2 separate regions of the Rattus norvegicus genome follow, and region 2 is linked to region 1. Evidence: chromatin contacts called from public Hi-C data. All regions are on one chromosome and are shown on one strand. The core of a region is the stretch at or near the end of the contact, and the rest is flanking DNA. Distances in the headings are between cores, read along the strand shown.

The links. Hi-C and Micro-C count contacts between places; a contact is called where the count stands out from the background.
Region 2: a contact with region 1 is called in a Hi-C map of liver, with 6 times the contacts expected there. The contact joins two enhancer-like sites. A contact is called at or near these places in 3 of 12 Hi-C or Micro-C datasets (Schwann cells, kidney and liver).

The regions. Positions count from the first base shown.
Region 1 is chr16:52,129,432-52,134,893 of GRCr8, forward strand. No RefSeq gene overlaps it. Among named protein-coding and RNA genes, the nearest start is that of Ptmal4, 100 kb to the left of the region's middle. Within about 2 kb of position 3,875, at least 5 of the 93 cell types and tissues checked have an H3K27ac peak or open chromatin away from gene starts, as enhancers often do. A contact at or near this core is called in liver, where this site is marked.
Region 2 is chr16:52,329,820-52,335,677 of GRCr8, forward strand. The region is part of intron 1 of LOC120097385 (a long non-coding RNA gene); the gene reads left to right. Among named protein-coding and RNA genes, the nearest start is that of Irf2, 50 kb to the left of the region's middle. Within about 2 kb of position 2,707, at least 93 of the 93 cell types and tissues checked have an H3K27ac peak or open chromatin away from gene starts, as enhancers often do. A contact at or near this core is called in liver, where this site is marked.

The sequences.
Region 1 (5,462 bases), core at 2,625-5,124:
TGGCCCGTCATTCCAGCTCCAGAGGATTTGACCCCCTCTTCCCTGCCCCTTCAGCCCTTCACTCCCATACTTGTGGCACTCACTCACAGAGAAACATACATATAAATAAATTAAAATCCAAAAAATATATAAAACTGCATAAAAGTCTTGACATGGGAACTCACACTTGTAGTTAGCTCTTTGGGGACTAAGTCAGCTTTAGGCCAGTCTGAACTATTACATAGTAAAATCCTGTCCAAAAAAAAATTACACACATGACAGAAAGAAATTAGTGTAATTTTGTCCCATATACTAATACATGGGATGCTAGGTTCTAGGCTTGAAATTATGGAATTTAAAGGAAAGGTCTAATCCGGCTCATAGTTTAAAGGGATACAGGCCATCAGTGTGGGGAAGGCATGGTCACAGAGGAAGAAGGTACTAGACATGTGATGATCTTCTGGTCTTTTATATGGGCACTGGGGATTCAAATTCAAATTTCCATGCTTGCACAACAAGCATTTTGCCAACTGCAATCTCCCCAGCCCCTGGGGTTGGGTTCTTAACCTGAATGAAGCATGTCCCTGTCGGAAAGCAATTGCTGTTGACAGCACTTTAGTCTCTGGGAAAAGGCATAAGCTTGGGTTATAAGTATGGCAAGAGTGGACCACTGCTGGAGTGGAAAAGCCACCATCCAGTCAACTAAACTATCTTCCCCATTTTGCTAGTGTTCTAGTTATAAATTCCCTGTGTTTGAGAAGGCCACACCAACCTTAATTTTCTCATAAGTCCAATTATTCGTTCATGCTTGATTTTGCAGAAGTGAAACCAGGAGAAGAGGTGGGATGGTTGAATACATGCTGTGATAGTAGAAAATAAGATATTGGGCAATGTGTGCCTTACTGACCTCCGTGCTTCCTCTCCCCTTCCCCGACTTCTTGTTTCATTTAACTTGGCCTTTTGAGTTGGTTTCATAACGTGGCCATAACAAAATACCAGGAGCTTAGAGACTTGAAGCAATAGAAGACTTGTTGGCTTACTGTGCAAAGGCAGATGTCAACAAGGGTTGATTTGTAAGCAAGACTGCTTTCTTTCCTCCTCTTCCAACTCCTAGAGAATCCATTTATGTCTTCACCCTTGTACAAGTGTTATCCTTGCTGTGCAAGCTAATATCTAATAAAAGTGACTCAAGGGAGGAAAAATTTATTTTGCCTCATGATTATAGATGGTTCCCTGAGGTGAAGGCAAGAGGCTAGGGCAAGGAAGGGGTCTGGGACTGGGTATACCCTTCACAGGCATTCGATGCTGACCTTCCTCCAACTACAGCCATCTTTAAAGTCTTCTACATCTCAAAATAGCACTACCATTAGGAAACTAAGCATTCAATACATAAAAATAGGGCAACACTTTCCACTAGTTGACACTCTCAGGATACACCAAGACCACCTCCATAATTTGAAAGAGTCGCCTCTTGGATTATAAATGAAGTTCACAGGATTCCAGGACTGATATGTAGACATTTTAAGGGTCTTGTAGGGGGTGGTTCTGATGCTAAGGTTCTGTTCCCCAATTGGTTCTTGATCTATCAATAAAGATGCTAGCAGTCAATGAGTTGGGTGGGATAGGTGGGACTTCCGGGTTGCCAAAGGCAAGCTAGCAGATATGGGAGAGAAGGGTTTTTACCATGCTTCACAGGGTGAAAAGGTGACCAGTCATGTGAAATCTTAGGCCATTTCTCCAAGCAAGGTTTAGGAGTGCCCAGTCACTGAATTATCAAAGGCATTTTAAGATTAACTGGAGTGTATGTGTGTGTGTGTGTGTGTGTGTGTGTGTGTGTGTGTGTGTGTGTGTGTGTGTCTTTCATCTGTGGATCCCAGGGAACTTAGGCAGGGGCTGGTCAGAGTTTAAAGTGGGATAGCAAAAACTACACGCTGCAAAGTCCCACTATTCTTTGCCAGTTTGCTGCTATTTACCCCTCTGTGTATTGTACTTCCTTTGGTGTCCCAAACAAACTAATCCACCCATCTTTCTTTCTATGCTGGTTGTAAAGACTCAGAGGAGATTTCAACTAACTTTTCCTCCTGCACTGATTTGAATCATACAAAATCTAGTTTAAGATGCCACTAAGATATTTTGTGCTAACCGTGATATTTTACTTTTTTTTTCTATACCTAGGGACACAAAGATGATTCACTGTTACCTCAATAAACTGACCTTGCAGAACATTCCAATGATTGGCCAGAATTCTGAATGTAGGCCTTTGATGCATGCATAATGCACACAACTAAATACATTCTTAAAAGTGTGCTGTTAAATACTGTCTTAGTCAGGCTTTCTATTCCTGCACAAACATCACGAACAAGAAGCAAGTTGGGGGTTTATTCAGCTTACACTTCCACATTGCTGTCCATCACCAAAGGAAGTCAAGACTGGAACTCAAGCAGATCAGGAAGCAGGAGCTGATGCAGAGGCCATGGAGGGGTGTTACTTACTGGCTTGCTTCCACTGGCTTGCTCAGCCTGCTCTCTTATAGAACCCAAGACCACCAGTCCAGGGATGGCACCACCCACAATGGGCTGGGTCCTCCCACCTTGACCACTAGTTGAGAAAATGCCTTACAGCTGGGTCTCATGAAGGCATTTCCACAACCAAGATTCATTTTTCTGTGATAACTCCAGCTTGTGTCAAGTTGACAAACAAAACTAGCCAGTACAGATTCTGCGCATTTCTGTAGGTGGAAGAGACAAGAATGAGCAGAAAAGAGAACCAGGGAGAAAGAGGACCAAAGGATATGGTTTCCTTAAACTTGTAATAATGGCATGGGGTGGGGTTGAGGGGGGAGTAACTTAGTAGAGAGAGGTGGAGTAGATGAAGACGTGATAGTATAATACTGATAAAGTCTAAAAACAGCCAAGGGGGTTGGAGAGATGGCTCCCTGGTTAGAGCACTGTCTTCTCTTCTAGAGGACCCAGGTTCCTTTCCCAGCACCCACATGGTGGCTTACAATTGTCACTAAATCAAGTCCCAGGTGATCTGATGCCCTCTTCAGGTCCCTCTGGGCACTGCTGTGTATCCCAAGCTGGCATGGAATTCAAGTGAGTCCTCCTTTCTCTGCCTCTGGAGTTCTGGAATTTTAGGTATGGATCCTCACAACCAACAAGATGGCAGGGTTAAACTACTACATTCAGGGATTATTTCCTATATGGAAGTAGTTACTGGAACACGAGATATAGACAGGGTCATGGACAAAATAACAATTTAACGTTTTCTTTATTTTCTTTACTCTATAATCTGTAATATTCATTCCATAAAATGAGGAGGTGGGAATTAATTCATAGAAGGCAGAGAGAGAAAAGGGTCACAGTGAAAAGTACACGTTGTCATTCTCTACTTGTGCCAAGCTAACAAGAGAATGCAATTTGAGGTGAAAAGGAAACGTAAGAGTTAAAACAGTATAACCAGGAGTGCTGTAGATGAGACAAAGATGCTTGCAGCTAGATATGAGGTAGGCAAATGGATCTGATAAGAGACAAACAGGCTCTGAGAAGGCCAATTACAGAAGAATGGCTGGCTAGCTTCCACGTAACCTTTCCCCTTTGGGAAGCACAAGCTAGGCACCACTGCTTAGTCCATAGCTTTGAGTTTTTGCTTCTATGCAGATATAATAAACTAAGTTGTATGTAAGAATGATATCTAGCAAGGACTGCTCCCTTTCAGAAAAGAGACCCCAGTCCATCCTGTTGAAGATAAAAACAGAACCCAAAACATTACTTCCTGGTTACCAAGAGAACAGAGAGATCTCTGTATAATTAGCAACATTTGGAACACCTGCAAGGTCAGAGGATCGTAATCCTGGCCAATTGACTAACAGTTCAGGTCAACAGCTAACAAGGTACAAGTCAGAAGTGAGCAGAGAGAGGCTTCGACTGACTACCCTTGACTGGGTGGGTGGAGCATAAACAGCCCATGACAATCTTCCTGTTTGCCCAGGGAACCAGGCCTAGAGTATATGGGTCCTCCATTGGCTCAGTCCATGATAACCCAGAGAATTAACCAATCTCAAGAGAGATGACCTCTGCTTTGTCCAGTTTCTGCCAACACCCTAAAAAGCCACCAAACAAAGAAGTTCAGCAGCCTTTCCCTCTCTTTGGAAACCTCTCTCAGCTCCTGGGAATTTCCTTCACTTTTCTCCAGACTGTCTTGACCCACCAGCAGCTTCCAATAATGACGCAGAGACTTGTGTTTATTACGAAGCTTAGGCCTTAGAGCTTAGGCTCACTCCCAACTAGCTCGTATGACTTAATTAACCTGTTTTTGTTTTGTTCTCATCATGCCCCACGACCTGCTTCCTCTCCTTCAATACCAGCGCATATTTCTTCTTCTGTGTTCGTCTGATGACTCTTCTATGCCTGATTCTTTCCCAGAGATCGTTTCTTGGCCTGGAAGTCTTGCCTTTCTGCCTCTGCCCTGCTATAGACCATCAGATCTGCAGGTGATGCTTCTTAGAAAGAACAATTCCAAAGTCCAGATAGAACTGAGCAGTCTGCTGGTGCAGAAATCAGGCATTTGAAATAATACAAAGACAACCTTTACATAGTGCACAAGAAGATTATTCAAGACCTTGGCTTCTTATTTTTTTTTTTACTTTCCTATAATAATGCTTAGTAAAACTTACTTCCAGTCTGCAGACTCCGGCGAAAGTCCATGCCTTTAATTTTCATTGGCATGAGACAATCAACTTTGGAGCCATAGTCTCAGGTTGGTCTTCAATGATGGTAAGTATTTAATCCTTTAGATTCTTGGGTCATGCTCAATTTGGATGTAAAAGTCTCCTTCATCCCAGAATCCTGCATGGTAGAAAAAGTGTTCCAACCAGCAAGGCAAAGGATGCTGGTTTTATTTGGGGGAAAAGGTGAACATTTTTTTGCAATAATTTTAAAATGGACTCATAATAATTGCCCAATTTTGGGGCTAAGATTGGTAATTTCAAACTTACTTTCTCACTAAGATGAGGACAGGGAAATATACGCCTAAGAAATAATCGATTGGTTAACATGAGGTTATGTTTGGTGGTAAGGACAAAAGGTAGTGGGGACTTCGTAATCATGCCAAATGAAACTGGCCTTTTGGGGAAGTTTTCCTGTTATCTCTGTAACCTCTATCACTTGGAAGGTCAAATAAACAGCCTTGTTTTACTTGGTGAGGAGGCAGTTTAGTGTGAGTACCTCCATTTTGATTTCTAGCCAGGTCTTCTGGGCTCACCTTCAAAAACTTAGGGCAAACAATGGACTTCTGTACTTTCTACAGAACAGCAGTGTACATATTTTCACTGTGTTTACTGTTTAGTAAAGTCCTCTGAATCAGAACTATGATCATAACTACTATCGTGCCAGATAAACTAGCACAAGGACAGCTAGAGAGGTGTGAGTAGCCTCTCTAGTGATGATGAAATGTGAAAAAAGATAATTTCTGAGAGCAGTGGT
Region 2 (5,858 bases), core at 1,457-3,956, 200 kb after region 1:
TGGGGGTCCAACAACCCTTTCACAGGGTCACATATCAAATATCCTGTGTATCAGATATTTCCATTATGTTTCATAACAGTGGCAAAATTACAGTTGTAAGATAACAATGAAAATAACTTTATGTTTGGGGGTCACCATAACATGAGTGTCTTAGGGTTTCTATTCCTGCACAAAACATCAGGATCAAGAAGCAAGTTGGGGAGGAAAGGGTTTATTCAGCTCACACTTCCACATTGCTGTTTATCATCAAAGGAAGTCAGGACTGGAACTCAAGCAGGTCAGGAAGCAGGAGCTGATGCAGAGGTCACGGAGGGATGTTACTTACTGGCTTGCTTCCCCTGGCTTGCTCAGTTTGCTCTCTTATAGAACCAGGACCATCAGCCCAGGGATGGCACCACCCACAGTGGGCACTCACACCCTTGATCACTAATTGAGAAAATGCCTTACAGTCTCACGGAGGCATTTCCTTAAGCGAGGCTCCTTTCTCTGCGATAACTCCAGCTTGTGTTAAGTTGACACACAGAACCAGCCACTGCACTGAGGAATTGTAATTAAGAGGTGACAGCATTAGGACATTAAAATCCACTGAGTTTGAGTTTCTAGCTTAAGAGTCTGTCCTACAGATTTCAGGCTCTCCAGTCCCAAAAATTGTAAACAACACTTCCTTGAGACAAATCACCTAGTATTTTTTCAATTATATGTGTATACTATCATACATGTGCATGTATAGTTACTATATATGTATAGCTAGACATGCATGCCATGTATCAAATATGCATGGAGTAAGTACTTAGCAGAAGGGACATAAAAACAAAAAGCACAAGGTATTAGATGTTAAGATTCCAACAGACAACTATGACCAAATCAGATGTGACTCCTACAAGCCTGAAGCTCACAGACCAAACATAGGTACTGATAAATGACTTGTTTTCTCCAAAATGTTCAGGCCCTTCCTAGATTCACTCACCACCCTTAGGTCATGATCAATATGTTTTGTTGTGTTTTGTGACAAGGCTTCTCTGTGTAGCTCTAACTGTCCTGGAACACACTCTACGGATTAGGCTGGCCTTGAAATCACGGAGATCTGCCTGGTTCTGCCTCTGTCAGGATTAAAGGTAGTTTCAACAACCAATCTGCTTTCATCAATATTTCAACTTTTCTTTTTATGTTTTTATCATGTGTGGGTCTCTGCCAATGAGCATGGTGGTCAGGAGAGGATGATGATCCCCTGAAGCTGGAGCTACAAGGTGGACCTGAACCAGAGTCCTCTACAAGAGCAACAAGTGCTGTTGACCACGGAGTCACCTCTCCAACCTTTATATCTTAACTAGCATTTCTAGTTACCCTGACCTCTTATTACGCAGTCCTCATTAGTTTTAGTACCACCACCACCTTCTTCATCATCATCATCATCATCATCATCATCACTATAATTACCATTACCATCTCAGTTTTAGGGTGTTCATGGAGCTTGTCTACATGTCTTCTTTTGAGTTGCTTTCACAAAACTATCAAGTACGGAGAAGGATAATATCCTTTTCACAGAGGAAGTAGCAGCAACTCACAGAGCTAACCAAACCTGCGAGAGACTCCAGAATCAACAAATGAGGACTTGTATCTTAAGGCCCCCACCCATCTGTTTCTTCAACAGTGTCTTTTTATAAAGAAATGCATGCCCATTTTTGAGTCCCTTTTTTTTTTTTTTTGAGCTTTTTAAAGTGTGCTAGGAAAGTGCTCTACCACTGAGTCCACCCTTTAGCCCATTTCGATCTGGATAGGAATAGTAGTTCCCTAGAAATTACAACACAAACACACACACACGCACGCACACACACTGACACACACACACGCACGCACACACACTTCCAGTTTTCCCTAAGTAGTACTTCGAGACACATTAGTAGTAATTGGTTTTAAAAGAGTAGAAAAATAAAAGATTCCACCCCAACAATAACAAAGAAGGAAGTCCTTATAAACACCTGTTAAAGGGAGCACACACACGTTTGCAGAATTATCTGGCAGTTTATCTATATTTTCTTAGTTTTCACTAAAATATCCGTGGTTAAAAGGAGGAGGGGGAAAGAAAAGAAAAGAAATGGTCACTAAGCCACTAGAACTCAGGATTGCCGGCCTGTCTCACGGAGGATCTCTGACAAGTCAAAGGACATGACTGAATGACAAGAGCAACAGCCAACCACCTGTGAGAGGCCTGCCTGAAGGCGGTGCCAGTGTCTCTCCTAGAAAACAAGGTCTGTGCACACCGGAAAACGAAATAGATATCTCCCTGTTATGGCTTGCCTTTCCCCTCTCCGCCCAGGAAAATACAAGTTAGTCCCAGTGACTTCCCAAGAAGCCCCAAAATCTGGTAGTCAGCAAGGTTACTGACGCTCCGGAAGCCCTTTGCTGGAAGTAAGGCTGCACTGGCGGCGACATGGTGCATCCTGGGAGATGTAGTCCACACTTGTGGCGCGCAGACGCAATAGTAATGTAAGGAGGCCAAGCAGAGAGAGCCCTGTCTGATTAAAGCTTTTCATTAACGTTGTACTTTAAAAGGTGTCATGACGAAAGTCAGGTAGTGGGGTCTAGCTGCCTCGTTTCACACCACAGAATCAATCTATGAGTTCCTGCTAGACAGGAAGACTCGGTTTGGGAAGACAGTCCCTATCTAGTGGATCTGAAATAGATTAAGATAGCCCCCAAGTGGACAGTGAAGAGAAACCATATCTGTGCTATCAACAAACAGGTAGTTAAACCCAGGGAGGCAAGACTTCCAAGGAGAGAAAAAACACACATGAGTCCCACTCTCCTTGAAATATAAGACCGCTATTGAAAATTGGGGAGGAGGGGCAAAATCAAGATTAAAAAGCCACCATCTCTCATACTCATACGATACGTAGACTAGTAAATACGGTACCATCTGGGAGCTTATACAGCAGAATGTTAAGATTCAGTTTTGGATCAAGAGATTTGAAACATGTCTATGTTTCATGCATATTATTATTTGGAAGGATGAGGAATCCCTTTTTGTAGAATATTTCAAATGTAAAGCAAAGCATGTAGAATATATATTTTATACACTGGATATTTTCTAACACGTTACTTGAACATAATTTACACACACACACACACACACACACACACATACACACACCTTTCTCCCTCTCTTTTTTTTTCAAAATGAACAACACAGGAAAAAATTCTTTAAAACATGAATTTTTTTTTCTTTTCTTTTTTTCAGACCTGGGGACCGAACCCAGGGCCTTGCACTTGCTAGGCAAGCGCTCTACCACTGAGCTAAATCCCCAACCCCTAAAACATGAATTCTAATTGTTTGTTGATGACGAACTACTAAAGATTTGTTAATACTATGTACTCTATGAGTTTGCTTAATTTCTTCATTATTTCTAGTAGATTTTTTAAATATATACATGTATATATATATGTATATAAACTGTAGCTATCTTCAGACACACCAGAAGAGGGCATCAGATCTCTTTACAGATGGTTGTGAGCCACCATGTGGTTGCTGGGAATTGAACTCAGTACCTCTGGAAGAGTAGTCGGGTGCTCTTAACCGCTGAGCCATCTCTCCATCCCTCTAGTAGATTTTTAAAAGATCCTTTAGGGTTTTTTTTTAATATGGACAAACATGCCATCTTTATATATAGTTTATTTTTTATTTTTTCAGCGTGTGCATTTTATATACTTTAGTGCCTTGTTGTAATAATTAGGACAACTTGCATCGTATGGAACAGAAGTGGTGAGAACAGTCAGTGCTGGCTTCTTCCTCTGATCTAAGGAGAAAGCCATTCAGTCTTTTGCCAGTAGACATGGTGTTAACTATGGGTTTGTTGTCATTTGTTTCTCTGTGTGTTTGCTTTATTTCACAGATGTCCTAGGATTTTTCACTCCATTCTTTAGGTTTCTGAAAGTTACTGTGTACAAAGGCTAAGCTTTGTCAAACTCTTTATACTTTTCTTTTACCTAAAATGATGGTGTGCTTTTTGGGTTGTTTTATCATTGGTAATGTTGATGTTGATTGACAGGCTCAGTGGTACTGCTTGGGTTTTCAGAGTTCAAACGGGTCTTTCATTACTAGGTCGAACACGGGGTAACATAATTCTCATAAGGATGGGTTAGAAGATACTCTCGCCTCTTCTCTTTGCTTAAGTAGTTTATGTAGAATTTGCTCTGTTCTTTCCCTGTTGATGCGGTGGTTACTTTCATGTATCAGTTTGGCTAGGCCCCAGGAACCAGATACTTGGTCAAATGTTACAAATGTTTCTATGAAGACGTTGTTGTTGTTGTTGTTGTTGTTGTTGTTGTTGTTATTGTTGTTTGCATACCTTTGGCCTGTTTCTCTGCAAAAGTCTGATATGTTATCTAAACTTGGGGATTATTTTTTTGAGACAGAGTCTCATAATTTAGTTCTGGGTGATCTGGAAATCACTAAGTAGATCAGGCTGTCCTCAAAGTCACAAAGATACTCCTGCCTCTGTCTCCTGAGTGCTGGGGTTAGAGACGTGTGTCACCACGGCCTAGTGTAAAGTTTGAAGCTTTTAAGGTGGAAGATTTCCATCTACTATGCGGTCAGGTTTTTGTTTATTTAGTTGGGTTTTGTTTGGTTTGTTTATTTGTTTTGGTTTGGGTAGTTTTGTTTTGTTTGTTTCGTTTTGTTCGTTTGGTCAACTGAACACAAGCCAGAGTCAGTCTGGGAATAGGAAGCCTCAACTGAGAATGTGCCTCTATCGGACTCTCCTGTAGTCGAGGCTGGGTGGCCTTCTTTGGATGAATGATTGATATGGAGAGGCAGCCTACTGTGTGGTCCTGGGCAGGCTGAACAAGCCATAAAGAGCAAGCCAGTTAGCAACACTCCTCCATGATTCCCTCAATGACTCTTCCCTGACTTCCCTCAGTGATTTGCTGAGACCTTTAAGCCAAACAAAGACTTTCCTGCCCGAGCTGATTTTCATCAGTGTTAAGGCCTAAGTAACTGTTCCTACCTGGCCTAGCTAGCCTACCATTTTACAGAAAGTTTCTCATAGGTTTCTGCTGTTACTAGGAAATTTTCGAATGCCAAGTTGAGAACATATTCTGTTATGTTCTGTGCCTTTGGAAACCAATCATGATAGAAGTCAGTAGAACTGCTATGTATAGTTACCCACAATAAGCTTGGACCCAAACCAACCAACCACCCAACAATACTTCCTACACCTGTATATAAGCTTTTATGGTATAAACCTCCCCTGGAATGGAGCCCAGCCATCTGCACCAATATTAGAAACTATTTGAAATAAGTCTTCCATTTTGAGTAGTGGTGGAGTAAAGTTTAAGTTCCCAAGATCTCCTTGGGAACTGACATCCTGTGAGGCAGAAAGAGACATGTATGTGGAGAACTGACATCCAGTTGGCAAGTAAATGTTAGAATGAATAAATGTTAGTAAATGAATGTTAGACAAGACAAGTCCCATCCTGGTTGATGAGTTAAAACATAAATTTTTAACAAGGCAAGTCCCCTGCCGCAGTTGAATAGCACAACCAATGGGAGCAGGATGGATATGCAACAAAGACATGTCCCTAAGGACACCCCCACCCTGAAGTCCTGCTTGGTGAAACAACTTGGGATAGATGTTTGTAGAGCTGAGGCTTAATAGGCCTGTAGGACTTTAACTCAGGGTCACAGTTCAGCTCCCAAGCCTGAGTCATGTTCCTGATCGATCAGTCTTGTGATGTGGTTTTTCAATAAACCATACCTAACTGATTGAGATTGGTGTCTGAGTGGTTTGTGTGGCAATTCCCAGGACCCTACAATCAATGTTTTATCACATAAATAAAAACCTAATTAGATGCATGGAAGT